2 separate regions of the Gossypium arboreum genome follow, and region 1 is linked to region 2. A link is a contact called in public Hi-C data. All regions are on one chromosome and are shown on one strand. The core of a region is the stretch at or near the end of the contact, and the rest is flanking DNA. Distances in the headings are between cores, read along the strand shown.

Region 1 (2,700 bases), core at 136-2,635, 260 kb after region 2:
ACACTTCCACCCACACCTGCAAATATACTTGGCAAATAGAAAATGACAATCTAATAATATGTAATCTCAAGTCTGACTAACTAATGAATCCCACCGAATGTGTGCTATTCCTAATTCTTAGCGTTTCAAGAACCATGATCCTAAATCCTTGGGCTATTCTTGCAATAAAATAAATCAAACCCAAGATTAAAGAACACTTGAGAGCAACTTACTTCTTCTCCACGAACTCATGCTGCAAGTTGCTGTTGAAAGCTTCGATAATCGAGGCCAAAGCCTTCTCTCGCGTTGAACCCCTTCAACAAATGGAGAAAAACGCCCAATTGAGCCACATCCAAGTCAAAAGCATAATTATTCTAAAAACTTTTGAGAAATCTCGAGAACTTGACAAAGTAACTAATTTCAACTAACCAAACTATTCTTCCTTAACCACAGTAACAAGAAAACCATGCATCAAATTTTCATCCAACTATATCTAACCTCTTTTCGTATAAATTATCCACAGCTTCATCAAGTAAACTATCCTTATTAAGCTCTACTTCTTCAGTTCCGGAAACCGACATTCGATCGGAACGCATGGTCGACGATGAACTTACACTACTATTATCATCGTCACTATCTAACATCGTCGCATTTTTGCGCTGAGTTTTACCTGCCAAATTCATATAATTATTTTTATTCAGCCTTAAATAAAACCTAAAACAAAACAAATATAAAACCGACGCCAAACACACCCCAAAACAAATAATAGAAAATTGTTCAAACGCGACTTCACCAAACAATCAATCATCTAACATCCATAGCAATTTGGAAAGTCAAAAAGGCAGAAATTTAATCAAATTAATTAGAAAAAATTACCCAAAAAAAGAATAGAGGAAAAAAATTCTCACGTTTTCCCATGTTGGTGACTACTTCTCGGCCGTCGGTTTTTATATGTTAGAAACTACAAGGTTGACTAAGAATCTGAGAATGAGATAGGTTTGAAATTAAACAACGATAGACAGAACGAAAAACCCAAAAAGAATCCAAACAGAACAAGGAAGACGATATCAGAAGCGAATGGGAGGAGGATGCAGCCATTAAAGTGATACAGAAAATCCCTATTAGAATATAAAGCCAAGGGAAGGGAATGGATTTAGAAAATTACACAAACCCTAATTTATATGTAAAAAGAAAAGCGAACGGGGATTCGGGAATTGGCAGGTTGGGACACGAGGCGAGTGTAGGGATGGAGCACGTGGAATTAGGGTTAGACACGTGATTAAAGTAATTTTACTTTTTAGGAGGCGAGTTTGGGGGTTTAGAGTTCCCGGACTCTGGGAGAAGTTTGTAGAATTGTTTTTAAAGAAAAAAGAAATATTAAATTTGTAGATTCTTAAATTTTAAAAATAAAAAAGTGAAAAGGGTGGCTAAAGATTGAACTGTTGATTATCTGTTTTTAAAAGTTTGAAAATAATTTCTCATGGAAAAAGTAAAAACAGAACTTTTGATTTTGATTTAAAGTATTAATTTGGTTAAATACGAGTTTTTATATGAATCTAACTTCAACTGGACTTCCTGAGCTGCGACCCAACCCAATAACAGCAAATTTTCATAATTATCTTAAGCTCAATCGTTGCCCACTTCGCCATAAAAAAACTAATTTCGACATCACCAAAATTTTACTATAAATAATAAACCCAAGAGTATAAAATTCTCAGTTTTGCTTTGTTTATCCTTCAAGACTTCTAATCGAAGTAGAAGTCGACTTATTTAAACTAATGTTATATCATATCTAATCTGTTTATCCTAAAAAGTCAAGCATGGCAGATGCGGTGTTCAATTGGTACAAGAATGGGGGTACAGCAGAACCTGGTACTAAGAGAAGTGAAACTACCCTGCAAGCCAAAAAACATCTTTCTTCCATGGGTTGGGTTTTTTGGTATGCTCAGAAGAACGGAAGACAAGAGTTACGATATCAGTCACCGCAAGGCAAGGTTTACTATACACTCAAAGCTGCCTGCAAAGGTTACATCGATGAAACATCCGGGGCCGAGGGAGGAGGAGGAATGGCCGTGGCCGTGGCTGCTGACTTGGAGCCCAAGAAACCCTTGAAAAGAAAGAGTTTAACTCAAGAAAATCCAGCTTTCCCTAAATCTCTTCCATTTAAATCCCTGCCGCCACCCAAAAGAGGGAAGAAGGTGAGAAAACAAGAAAATCAAGCCGAGCCTCGGGTGATCAAACGAGAGAGTATTAGAATACGAGAGCATCTTGTTCCGAATTCATCTCATCGTAACCCAAGAACTGTTCTCTCTTGGTTGATAGACAACAATGTGGTTTCGATTTTGGGGAAAGTGTATTACCGGAATAAGGCAGGGAATCCATTGATGAGAGGAAGGATAACTCGTACTGGGATTCAATGTGACTGTTGTTTCAGGGTATTTGCTCTCACCGCCTTTGAGGCTCATGCGGGTAGTACCAACCATAGGCCGGCTGCTAATATAATCTTGGACGATGGCAGTGGCAGGTCTCTTTCTGATTGTCAAAGGCAAGTTCATGATTCAATGATGACGATCCCCACATCTGCGAAGAAGGGCGATTCGAATCCACGTGGGAGTGATGATGTTTGCTCTGCTTGTTGCGATGGGGGGGAGTTAATTTGCTGTGATCGTTGCCCTTCTGCTTTCCATGTCAATTGCGTGGGCCTCAAGGAAGTTCCAGATG
Region 2 (2,700 bases), core at 167-2,666:
ATCTGCCCGATTCCCACCAACCTGTCTCTCCATGATAGGACCTTTTCAAAAATCAGTGTTATGTCCATCACAATATCTAGGTTTTCCTCTGTTTCCTTTATACAAACTTTCTTTAACGACCGACTCATTATTTCATCGTCATCTCTCCCTTTGCGCTCCGTGGAGTCCATAATTTTGTAGTACACAATATATTTGAGCAAATGGTAGTCCAAGCGTAGAATTATAAAAAGATAAAATTTATAAAACAATCATTAAAATTTATAATAATTACTAAAAGCTAATTAAAACCATAAAGTTTTTATAATTTTTTAAAAAATATTAAAAATGGTTAAAAATTAGAAATTTAATTTAGAATTTTTTAAAAATTAATTAAAAGCTATATTTAAAATATAAATATTTTATAAAAATTATTTTTCTCATTTTATAAAAATATAGCAACTTACCATTAATTAAAAAAGCCATTGATTATTAAGAAGGCATAACATTTTAGAAGAACTCTCAATAGTATGCATAAGAAAAAAAAGAATTCCAATGTTTGATATACTTAAAATAAATTATATTAGTTAAATAATTTAGTAAAATGAGAAAATAATTTTAAAAACATTTAATAAATAATTTATATGGTTTTAATTAATTTCTAAAATTTTAATAAATTAATTTTTCTAAATTTTATAAACTTTTATGGTTTTTAATTAATATCTAATAATTATCATAAATTTTAATGATTTTTATAAATTTTATTTTGTTATGAATATCTTATTAAGTGGATGCCCATCATGATCAATATAAAGTTTTAATATACTTAGTTAGTAGAATTATAAATAGAGACTTTGACGAAGTATTGTAATCATCCATTTGATCAATAAAGTATATTTTTTTATTCCTTTTATATTTTCTTTATTCTTTGTTCTCCATCTCTCTTATTTTATAACACGTTATCATAATACGATCACTCCAAATGTTGCTCAAGTTGTTGACAATAGCTATTGTAATTGCAATTTCAGCCTTCAATTAAAGCCTATGCACTATGAGTAATCATTAGAACTTTTAATCACTTAAATCTTTCACACATGTTTGTAATAATAATTATAAAATAAAAATTAAAAAAATATTTAAAATTCTATTTTACTAAATTTATTACATTCCCTACTAACTCCCTAATTTCATCCCTACTTCTTACCACATCATCCATAATTCTTATCAATTAAAAATAAATACATATCTTTTTTCCATATTGTGAAAAACTGATATATTTACTTTGGTAGGAACCATAAATAAATAATATGGTAAAAGAATTTATAAAGTAATTTCTCGTGAAGAAACTAGAAATGTGGCAGCCACGTGTAAGTAGTTTAGTAACAGACCTACAGAGGTTGCCTCTCCTCCACGCGACTCATCCATCCCCATAAAACCCCGCCACTGCAATAGATTCCCTTCACTTTAAATTCCATACTACAAACAAAATGTATACTACATAGGCCACTCCTAGCATTACCACCCTTATGCTCTCTAATCTAATCTAATCTAATCTAATCTTTTCCCACATCCTTCTCACTCTCTCCTCTATGAAAATTCTGAGTTTTTATGTTTAAAGAATAAAATCTGTTAAATCCCAACAGTTTTTTTCAATATAAAATTGGAGGTGTTTATGATTAGATACGTTTAGGTGTTGGGAAGAGAGTGAGATTAAAGGATCAGACTGTGGAATTGAATTTTGTGAGTGCCCCCCCAATGGTTGCTGCTACCCTAAACCCCAAACACCTGGGAGGAACTGGACTACTGCCTCCCTTGTTGCCCTCCGACCCCCACAATTCCATCCCTCCGCCCCCTCAAAATTCCCGAAAATGTTTGTCCACCTCCTCATCCCACTCAAATTCTTCCACAAAACACACGACTTCATCGGCTATTAAGAGGTCTCAACCGGTGGAGAGGAGACATGCGGTGACCCCGCCGTCTAATAAACCTATGCGTTTGAAAACTGACAACGCTAACAATAACACTGCTGACAAGGTTAGCAAAGCTACACCAGCTCCATCACCATGCCCCACAAAGAAAGAAACCACCAAGAGGCGCAAACCGACGCTGGAAACGAGAAGAACAGAGCAAACCGAAATTTCAAAGACGGAGCGGTCGCCGGCGAGGTTAAGGCTACCCAACTCTGTGGCTAGTAGAAGCATGGCTTGCACCGATGAGAGGAAGAGATTAAACGGTTCTGTTAATGGCAATGTACTTGGGCCACTGCAAGATTCCATGGCTGATAATAGAGATATAAGAGCCGTTACTCCTGTTGAATCTAAGGCTCAACGTGGTCTCGCTGCTTCTGATACTGAAAGTGTTTCTTCTGGTAGTACGTCAGGTTCTTCACAAAGTTCCTCCGCTAACGTAGACGTTAAGCGTGGGCCTCCAGGAATAATGGTCTCCGCTCGGTCCTGGCAACAGACTGCTAATCGGGTATGCCGGTCCCATCCTGGCTCGCCGGTTCCTAAGAAAAATACAGCGCGCACTAAGCTAATTGTACCAGACAAGTTCGGAGCTGATACTCCTTTTTCGTCTCCAAACGGTGTATTGAATAGCAGAGGACAGTTACCGCCAATTCATGGGCCAGTTCGGCCTGCGTCACCGAGTAAGCTTGGGTCATCTTCAACGAGGGGAATGAGTCCTAGACTGAGGAATGGTTTGGATGATAATTTGGTAACTAGG

What was found. Hi-C and Micro-C count contacts between places; a contact is called where the count stands out from the background.
Region 1: a Hi-C map of leaf shows a contact between it and region 2, with 4 times the contacts expected there. The contact joins the promoter of LOC108474626 here to the promoter of LOC108471056 in region 2. A contact is called at or near these places in 2 of 5 Hi-C or Micro-C datasets (both in leaf).

The regions. Positions count from the first base shown.
Region 1 is chr3:116,680,156-116,682,855 of ASM2569848v2, forward strand. It overlaps LOC108474626, which reads right to left and starts at 1,386. Exons shown (of 13, transcript XM_053025821.1): 1 at 856-1,386; 2 at 478-649; 3 at 213-293. The coding sequence starts at 623. LOC108475157 (increased DNA methylation 1-like) reads left to right here and starts at 1,800. Exons shown (of 1, transcript XM_017777148.1): 1 at 1,800-2,700. The coding sequence starts at 1,800.
Region 2 is chr3:116,420,770-116,423,469 of ASM2569848v2, forward strand. LOC108471056 (QWRF motif-containing protein 2) reads left to right here and starts at 1,417. Exons shown (of 6, transcript XM_017772625.2): 1 at 1,417-2,700. The coding sequence starts at 1,732.